Linked DNA regions of Astyanax mexicanus: region 1 is linked to region 2. The links are chromatin contacts, called in public Hi-C maps. All regions are on one chromosome and are shown on one strand. The core of a region is the stretch at or near the end of the contact, and the rest is flanking DNA. Distances in the headings are between cores, read along the strand shown.

What was found. A called contact is a pair of places that touch in the nucleus more often than the background predicts.
Region 1: a Hi-C map of muscle shows a contact between it and region 2, with 12 times the contacts expected there. The contact joins the enhancer-like site here to the promoter of bcl9l in region 2. A contact is called at or near these places in 3 of 3 Hi-C or Micro-C datasets (blood and muscle).

The regions. Positions count from the first base shown.
Region 1 is chr9:29,793,270-29,798,846 of AstMex3_surface, reverse strand. It overlaps bcl9l (bcl9 like), which reads right to left. Exons shown (of 9, transcript XM_007259536.4): 5 at 5,354-5,534; 6 at 4,224-4,308; 7 at 821-3,248. Among protein-coding and RNA genes, the nearest start is that of LOC103046415, 18 kb to the left of the region's middle. Within about 2 kb of position 3,171, the one cell type or tissue checked has an H3K27ac peak away from gene starts, as active enhancers do.
Region 2 is chr9:29,747,635-29,752,738 of AstMex3_surface, reverse strand. bcl9l (bcl9 like) reads right to left here and starts at 2,926. Exons shown (of 9, transcript XM_007259536.4): 1 at 2,619-2,926. LOC125804608 (a long non-coding RNA gene) reads left to right here and starts at 2,866. Exons shown (of 3, transcript XR_007440735.1): 1 at 2,866-2,952; 2 at 4,166-4,282.

The sequences.
Region 1 (5,577 bases), core at 1,922-4,421, 46 kb before region 2:
ACAGTCTATAAATAAGATCAGATGAACAAACACACATTCACACACTGTCTCAGGGTGTTCAGTATTTGTCACTTAGGCACTTTGACTTAAAGTGAAGGTCAGAGCACTGTAAAAAAATGTACAGTGTATGTGACACATGGGTCAACATGTCTTCTTTTCGGTTAAGACATCTGAGAGGGCTGAATATAACTTTTCTCACTTTGTTAATGAATGCAAAACTAACCAGATATAACAGAAGCCTGTTCAAATAAAAAATAAGAAGCTTATCTCTGTCACTGTCGTAATATAGAGAAAAAACCTCAATTCAGTAATATAGCTAATACTGACTATAAAATCACCCGGTTAAAATATATATATTTTAAATAAATAATGTAAAAGTACAGTTTATCATCACTGCTATCCTGATATTTAAACATACACTTTTACAGCACAGTCTCAACTTTGGTACATCCATCCTAGAATGGGATGTATAAATGTGTAAACAAATTCAAATACTACAAAAACAAAAACAAATACTATTATACAAAAGGTGACTTATGGAAAGCCTACCCAGACTACGCCCTCTAGTGTCTGACAAAACCTCCACACATTCTCAAATATGTACAGTTAACATTAGGATGACAGATATTCAGCTCTCTCTCTTGCCAACCATCAGAAGGCCATAAGTCAACTTTTATTATGTAAATGCATGAGAAAGAGGCCAGCACCCCCCAACAAAAACCTACAATAAAATAAAAGCTACAAATAACTGACATCAATAGTAATAGGAATAAAAAACATTCAGAACATGTGATGATGTTCTGCATTAGACATTCCTTACCTGTCTCAGTGGAACTGCTGCCTCCATTCCCCACCCCTTTACTGCTGGGTGGACCCCCAGGGCTGGGCAGGGCTGTCTTGGGAGAGGCAGTCCAACCTGGAGAGGCAACAGGCATGGCTGGAGATTTGAGGTGCCCAGGGGAGCCGGACGGCGAGCGGAGTCCCAGAGACGAACCCATGACCTGCGGGGACTTCATCGACGTGGTAGATGGTGTTCCTGCCCCGGAAGCTGCTGGTAAAGGAGGGTGCGGTGGACCGGTGGGGGGTAGCTGGCTGGGGGACTTCAGGCCTGGGGCAGAAGGGGAGGGCATGAGTGGTGACGGTTCCTGGCTGAGGGAGGGCGACTTAAGCTGGTGTGGCGGGGGCATGGCGGGGGAGCCGATCGGGTTGATGTTAATGGAAAGATCTGATGGATGCCGTGAACCCATGTCGGCACCCCTCGGCCCCGTATTCATGGGCATATGGCTAAGCCTGGAAGTGCCGCTAATTTGGGGTCCTTGAGGACCTTGCTGGTCAGGTCCAAACATCTCTGGGCCTGACTGCTGTAGGTAAGGTCCGTCCCCTTGCCCACCTGGAAAGGGGCCATGATTTGGGAACTGTAGAGGTCCATCTGGGCCAGGAATCATTCCTTTGTTAGCTACGACCCGGCCGTTCTGTGCAGCCCTGATGCGGGAGATGTCCTCGGGGGTCAGCATCTCTGCCCCGGGTCCTCCTCGCAGTTTCTGGACCAACATTTGCTGCTGCTGCAGGTTCATGTTCATGCCCATGTTTATATTTAGGTTTCCCCCTAAAGGAGAGTCAACAATATCTCTCATTAAAGGGCCACCGCCCCCACCTGCACCACCAATGGGAGGACTCATCATGGCTCGGGAACTGGGAAAGTCCATTGGGTCACCTCGAGATGGTGGGCCTCCTCCTATGCCAGGATTAGGAAAGCCTGGCCCTCCGAGTCCACCCTGCTGCTGCTGCCTGGACAACTGTTCCAGTTCTAGCCTCCGGAGCCCTTGCAGCTGTCGTTTCTCCATGATCCGAAACATCTCCTCTCGCGTCAAGGGTCGATCCAGATCACCCTGCATGTGCTGAGGTGGTCCGCCAGGCCCTCCAGGGGGGTAGCACCCATGAAATGGACCACCTCCACCCATATTTGGGGGTATGTCATCCAGCCAGCCCATTCCTGGTCTGGGAGGTCTTTGAGGTCCTAACCCTTCCATGGGTAAAACTCCACCAGGGCTTCCGGGGTACCCACCACCACCCGGGGGGCCTCGCTGCATCTGCCCAAGAAACCTGGGACCCCGAGGCCCCTCTTGATGCATGTCCATCATCCTCAGATTCCCTCCCATCCCTGCGCCCATCATAGGCCCTGGTCCCCACTGCTGGTCTCCAGGTTTGCTGTGGTATGGAGGTGGAGGACCCCTCATCATGAGGTGCGGCGCCCCAGGCATGCCCATTTCAGACATCATGCGGAAGTGTTGAGGCGGTATCTCCTGCTGACGACGCTTTTCTTGATAGTACTCCTCCTGCAGCTTCCTCCAGGCCATCTGCTCTGGAGTTAGCCCGTCAGGACCCAGCATTGGACCCATGTCCAGTCCTGAGGGCGAAGACAGGTGGTGATGAGGGGGCATGCCGTGGTGTGGACCCATCATGGTGTCGTCAATTCCAGGCCCGCCAAGGTTCTGCGTTTGCGAGATAATAGACTGCAGAGGTTCCTCGTACTTCTTCATTCCACCCATACCAGGGGGCATACCAGGGGGCATGCCAGGGGGCATACCAGGGGGCAGGCCACTGTTGTTGCCAGCACCTCCCCCAGGGTTCTCGCCATCCTCCAGAATTCTACCTCCATCAGTATTATTGTTATTGTTAACGTTGGAGCTGTTGTTCGGGTTACTGTTGGGACCTCCAGGGTCTCCATGGCCACCAGCACCGCCTGCACCACTGCGCAGGAGCAGCCGCTCTATGTCCCGCAGCGTCTGCAGGGAACGTTCGCGGTGCTCCAGTTGCTCTTTAGATAGTCCGTCAGTGTTCATTGGGCCTCCAGGCTGATCGTGCTCACCCTGAAGGTGGGCAGACAGCATGTTTGGACTGACCGTTGGCGAGACCCCTGCGCCTGGGTGATTGATGGGGCCCGATCCATCTACCATTCCACAGCCTGGAGCCCCTGAAGGAGGCGGGCCCGAGCTTCCCGGTCCAGACGGATGGGATGCTGCACCGTTATTGTGACTGGGAGTCCCGACAGGATGCGTCTGGGAACTTTCGCTTTCCGGATGAACCGTGGACGAGGGCGTACCTCCGCTCGCCAGGTGCCCCCCAACAACTCCACCGCCAGAGGCCGGCCGAGGTGTACCGCTTTGGGATTTGGGCGTGCCCATGGGAGGGGTGCTACTAGAGCTGAGCTGCTCTGATAGGCTGGGAAGCTTCCCAACAGCAGTGCACTGAAAAGAAACAAGAAAAAAAAATAAAAATTACTTCCAACTCCAAAACAACATTTTGTAAATGTTCTGAATGTCTGTTTTAGCTCATTTTCAGCACCACCCAAAAATTACAGGATATATTTTTGCCCTAGAGCTTCTACAAAAACACATTACAAAACACAGCACTACAGAAAAACACAGCATTTTTCACTTGAATTCTTCTAAACTTTTCAGAAATAAAAAAGGGAACAAAGCATTTGTTAAACGACATAAATAGATTTAAACAAATGCAGCCTCCCACGCTCCTCCACACCTGCATAAACATGTGAAGATAAATACAAAAGCTTTCTTCTTCCTTCCTCTTTCAGAAGGACATACAGAACCCGACTTAACGTCACTGTCCCGCAAAAACCTTGTATCTCCATTTTTGAAATATGAAATAAAGGCAGCTTCACAGAGAGCTGGGTCTGAGACACTTTTGAAAGAGACAGTAACACTTCAGACTTCAATTTAATTTCATGATGAATGGACCAATAGAAAGGCTCCAAAATGGCTTGTAATACAATGCTATACAATTTACTTTAATGGAAAGTTAAGTTATTACGTTATTTCCATCTCCTCTAAAGTTACCCTTTTGGAGATAAAAGGCTTTCGCCAAACAGTGGCTTTATTTATGAGGTCTTAAATATAAGACACTCACTAGTGTTTACTATGTTTAAACAGAACAATGGTACTAAATGTTGTGTTCCGTGAGGTGGGTGGGTGGGGAGATACTGCCAGATGCTCTCCAGGGTGCTGAAGTTTCCCTCTCTGGCCGAGAACAGACCAGTTTTAGATGGAGTCAGACCACCTTACAGGAAGCGAGGAGTTTCCCTGATTACATTATGCTGGATTTAGCTAGAAACTGGAGTTTAAGTTATTTAAACATTTGTGTCTCCAATCATAAGTCCTTGGGTTTGTGTTAAATATCTGCTGTTGGAGAGTCTGTGTGCATACCTGGTCCAGTTTGGTGCGAGGAACATTTTGCTGGTGAAACAGGAGGATGGAGTCTGTATGACCGTGCATCACTGCCTCTGCAGCACTGTGGGATGATAAACACACATATGTTACATATCATATACACGTACGTACTTAACCATTTTATTCACACTGATATAAAGTAGGGGTGAACAATCTTAAAAAAAAAATGTATGTATTTTATACATATTTTTTCTGTGATATACATTGCACAAAATTAAATACTGTAAAATGCAGTACAAAAATATGGGGCAGATATATTGTGTTTCTGGTAGATATTTAATTTACAACAATAAAATAAAAAATAAAAATTGTGAGGAGAATTGCCGTGTGGTGTGTAAATCACACAGCGAGGTACAAATACTTAAAGTACAATTCTACTTAAACACAAAAAACAACAATTATAACCAGCATAATGTTTAAGCATATGTAATTGGTCACAAAAAAATTAAATCTCAATATTTGAATATCATTTAAAAGTTAGTTTATTTCAGTAATTCAGTTCAAAATGTAAAATTCATATATTATATAGATGTATTACACACAGAGTGATCTATTTTAAGAGTTTATTTCTTTTATTGTTGATGATTATGGCTTACAGCCAATGAAAACCCAAAAATCAGTATCTCAGAAAATTTGGATATTATATAAAAACCATTGGTACATTTGGCAGTGTGCCAAATCCTGCTGGAAAAGGAAATCTGCATCTCTATAAAAGTTATCAGCAGAGGGAAGCATGAAGTGCTGCTGTAAGATTTTCTTAGAAAACACTGCACTGACTCTAGACTTGATAATAAAACACAGTGGATCAACACCAGCAGATGACACGTTTCTCCAAACCATCACTGATTGTGATGTGAAACTTCACACTAGAACTCAAGCAGCTCGGACTGTGTGTCTCTCCACTCTTCCTCCAGTCTCTGATCCCTTGATTTCCAAATGAAATGTAAAATTTACTGATGATCAGTGATGGTTTGGAGAGACATGTCATCTGCTGGTGTTGATCCACTGTGTTCTATCAAGTCCATATCAAAGTCAGCACTCTTAGCACACCAACGGCACACAAACCTTTATCTGCAGCTAAAGTTCACATAAGAGAAATCACTCACCTGTTGGCCAGACTGGTGGTGAAGACGTACACTACTTGCTGAGGGGGGTGAGAGGTCAGATCGGGACGCAGCCCTGGACCGAGACCACACCCCATACCCCCAGCCCCGCCCTGCTCTCCGACCGAGCCCACCGCAGACGGACCAGAGAGAGACTGACCCGGACAGGACATCACTCGCTCTCCTGAGAGAGAGAGAGAGAGAGAGAGAGAGAGAGAGAGAGAGTT
Region 2 (5,104 bases), core at 1,677-4,176:
AACTGTGATATAATTTCTCAGTAATTACTCAAAACAATGACTTCACATCTTAAAATAAGAAGACAGTATTTTATAACTAGAAAAAAAACTGAAAAAAATGGTTGCACAGATAACGGGATTACCACTGGTGGCTAAGATGTTGCTAAATGGTTGCTAACATGTTGCTATACTGTAGCTGTTGGTTGCTAAGGTGTCGCTAGGTGGTTGCTATGGCAACAGGGTGGTTCCTAAGGTATTATTTGGCTGATGCACAGGTGTTGCAATTGTATAGCTAAGTATTTCCTCAGTGGTTCCAGATAAGTTTCAGTTTTCTTAAAAGGAATAAGAGTGAATGGGAGGAACCAGGGATGACAAAATGCCAAACAAATGAGTGTGGGTCTGTTTTGCTGTGATTTAGAGCTGTGAAAAAAAGGATTATTGGTAAATCAGTGCAGGTATGCAAAAGCAGTATACAAGCACACCACACACAATCAAACAATCTAAAGTCGGAACAGTGCTAACATCTCAAAAACTGTGGAACAAGTTACACTACGAAAATTCGTCAGAAAAACAGTTATTTTAAAAAAATAAATAAAAGTTGGATAACAATAGCTGTGCATTACTTTGCATGCCTACAATAATGGCTTAGCCACTCAAAATACGATGAGCGTCTCTGAAAGATAAGACATTATCTTAACCTAATGACTTAGTATCTCAAAATAATGAGACAATATCTCACAATAACTACTAAGCCTCTCAAAATAATAACATTATTTCCAAATAATGTATCACATCAGAATAACAATATAGTATCTCAAAATAATGCATATGAAATATAAGACAGTATCTCTAAATAAACTAGTATCTCACAATAATGACATCATCTCAAAACAATGACCGAGCATCTGTAAATAGTATATAGTATCTTAAAATAGTATCTTAAAATATAGTATCTTAAAATAGTGACTAATCAAAGTAAAGAGGGAATCTCAAAATAATGAGAAGACTTCGTAGCTTGGAAATAAGCTGATAGTAGCTCAAATTACTTAGCATTATGAAAAAATATAACAATAATCACTTAGCTTCTCTACGTGACATATCTTAAAATAAAGTATCTTAAAATTGTAACTAAACATATTAATCTAATCTATAAAGAAAGTATAGCACTTAGCACTTAATATCTCTGTATGTCAAAAATAATATACCGGTATATATATTATAACGCAATACAAGAAAATATTCTCAACATTTTTTTTTTTTATTCAATGTTTTGTCAAATTGCCAGGATTGTCATTATCGCTAACATACCCCAACATACGGTGATATTATCTGTGATATTATTTCAGGGCCATATCGTCCAACCCTACTCAAAAAAATTAAACAAAATCTTGTTTTGTATCTCAAAATGACTTATCTCAAAATAAAGTAGCAATTCAAAATAATGACCCGGTATCTTGAAAATCTCTCAAAGTGGCATATTATCTTAAAATAAAGTAATTATTTAAAAATGAAATAGTATCTTAAACTAATGAGATAAATCTCAAATACATTTTTAGCATCTTCTAAATATTAATATTTAGAGGACATAATATAAGATGATACTCCTAAAATAAAGGCTAGGGATCGCAAAATCTCATATTTTCTCACAGTAACGACTTAACATCTTAGAATAGAGTATCTAAAAATAAAAGACAGTTTATTTATTATTATAAAATTGTGCTGAAGCAGCAATGTGCTGCTTGGTAAACACACACATATTGTAGTTTACAGACCCCCCTGACTACATACAGTAAACCCTCTACAAACAGAGGTTACAAGTTCCAGCAGCTCCTTTCTGAGTCTGAGCAACATTCAGTACAGCACTGTACTACTATATGACACCGATATCAACATATTAATTCAAATTATGTCCTAATATTTACCCCCAGCAGCTGCCAGTGTAAACGCTGGCATGTCTGCCCTGATTAATGGAAGTGAACAGAGGCCACAGCAGCAGCTCTGATAGCAGCATTACAACGTTACATAGCTCCACACCACACCGAATCCTTCAAGTGTCTGTGTGCCAAACAAGCTTATATTTAAGAAAAATCTAAATTGAACAAATTAAACCGACTTAAACACTCAAGGACGTGACGAATTCGCTTTGAATGTGTGTAAATATCTCCTTTAGCTCTGTCACACGCGGCCCTGATGTTTTTACACGTCTGTCGTCAGCTTATTAGTGGAATTAGCCGGTCCAAATCCGGGATGTAACGATCCGCTCCAGGATTTCGTTTTGACCGCCTGTGCAGGTTTGATGCAGCCGAGCTTCATCAAGTTTGCCGACGCGGTCGGAACGAAATCACGGAGCGGGTCTTTACCTCCCAGAACTGGATCGGCTAATTGTAATAGAGAGCTTAGCTAGCCATTAGCTAGCCATTAGCTAGCTAGCTAGCTGACAAGTCCAGCCTGGGCAGTAGCAGCAGCAGCAGCGGGCGACGCGTTTTCAGGCAAGCCTCAGAGCGCTCCTTCCTCGGTTGCACATTTCATGCCCCCCGCGGACCCGCTGGCTGGTACTACCCGCCAGGCAGGCGGCAGTACCGCGTTGTGTTCAGGCCACCCAGGTCTAACGCCAAAGGGCTCTGTGGACGTGTTCCTACCCCATTCCGCCGCGGTGTCTGGGAGAGCGACCGAGGCCGGTTTCAGGAGTGACGGCCAGCCGACATCAGCCAGAGCGCCCTCCGCCTCCTCCTCCACCGCCGCTTCGCCCTGGATCTCTGTATCCCTCCGCCGCCTCCTGCGGCGTCTCCTCCGTGGGGCTCGCCGGGCTCAGAGGCGCGCTGCCCGCAGGCTGGCTGTGTCTGCTGGGCTCGGGACGGAAGACGGGTTCCCGGGAAGACAGCGACAGCAGCAGCAGCGGATCATGACTCCACAGCCGGAGCCGGGGAAGGGCAGGACGCTGTGTGTGTGCATGTTACACACACCATAGCCTAGGTACCACAACACACACACACACGCACACACTCACACACACACGCACGCTGTTTGCTCAAGTCACTGGTTCACGCGCACACTTGTCTAGCAGCACCAGCTGCCACGTTTCTCCGCCACTCACCGACCTAATGTGTTCAAACACTGGAAAAAACAAAAATACACACTGGTTATGGTGGTAATTAATGAAGTATATAGAAATAGTAATAATAAGCATAATAATAATAATAATAATAATAATAATAATAATAATAATAATAATAATAACAACAACAACAACAACAACAACAACAACAATAATAATAATAACAATAACAATAATAATAATAATAATTATTGTTATTGTTATTATTATTATTATTGTTATTGTTATTAGTAGTAGTAGTTGTAATTATTATTTTTTTGTTTATTAACAACATAATAACAATAGTAATAATAACAATACTACTACTACTACTACTAATAATAATAATAATAAAAAGATGAAGAAGAAGAAGAAGAAAAACATAATTTTATTATTTTATTTAATCATTTATTTATTTTAAATTAAGTCATCACTAATATGAACAGTGTTTTTGTATGCTTTTAATTTGCATTGAGATATAATAACAACAATAATAATACCAATAACAATAATAATTGTTATTGGTATTATTATTGGTATTACTAATATTAGTGATGTTATTCATTATTCTTGGTACTGGTACTTACTTTATTGCATAATAATAACAATAATAATAATAAAGTAAAGACAAGGCTTTTATTGTCATTCCATAATTTCACCAGAACCAAGTGCAACATGGAACAGGACATTATATATGAAATAAAGCACAAATGTGCACTAAATTGTGCAAAATAAAACGAGAACGCTGCAATAAATACAATAAATACATTTATCATCATAGATATTAGTTGTAGTAGTAGTAATACCTACATCATCGACTTTGTTTTGTTAGCTTGTATCAACAGCAGCATAATTGAATTATTTCCTCTGTTCATGTGTCTAGTAAGCTACGAGGAACTAAAATCTGTGAAAATGTTTATTATCCTCAACCTTTATCACATTTCCTCATACTTATCAGTCATAAACTAGCCAACCTGTACTTGAACAAACTGATTTTCATGCATCTCAGATCAGATTGTACATCAGATACTAGACCTCACACCTGAATTTCTGAATAATGCTTTTCTAAATAAACCTATAAATGACATGCAGGTATGCTGAGGGTACGATTCTGCTGGAGCTGATCAGAGATCTGTGCTGAGGGTCTGGTTCCGCTGGAGCTGATCTGAGATCAGTGCTGAGGGGTAAACAGTTCCCCTTATTTGACAGGTGAGCACTCCCTCTGCTGGTGCAGAGCTCTGGTAAAATCTACTCCAGTCCCTCAGGAGAAGCACCACTGACCTGCAGGACTGTAGAACTGTGGTATTCAAACGTTTGTAGGAAGGACAGAATGAAAAAAAAAAACAAATAGAAGAAATGCACAGTGTTTCTCAAATTTACTTGGACTTTTGTTTTGATTGCTGACAGTATGAACCCAAGATATGTCATGTTTTATCTGCTCAACTTCATTCCATTTATTAATATACATCAATTCCTGCATTTCTGGCCTGCAGCACATTTAGAGAATTAAAAAAGTAGAGAAAGTAAAGCATTTCACATTTTGTGATGTTACCATTACTTCTCATCTCAAATAATGCAAAGAAAACAACTTCATATTCATAAAGTTTTAACAGTTCAGAAATTAATATTTGGTGGAATTACCGTGGTTTTTAACCACAGTTTTCATGCATCTTGGCATGTTCTACTCCACCAGTCTTACACACTGCTTTTGGATAACTTTATGCCACTCCTGGTGCCAAAATCAAGCAGTTAAGCTGGGTTTGATGCTTGTGATCATTCTTCTTTCTCCTGATTATATTACAAAAGTTTTAAATTTGGTAAAATCAAAGAAACTCGTCATTTTTAAGTGGTCTCTCTTTTTCAGAACTGTATATTGGTAGATCTCAATATATTTTTCTACATAAATGCTGCATCATTGAAGTGTACTGACACACCTGCATAATATGACATTAATCACTGGTGTATTTAAGTATTTATAGATGCCTCATAGACAATCTAGCATTTAACAGACATTCTTGGAGTAGGTTGGGG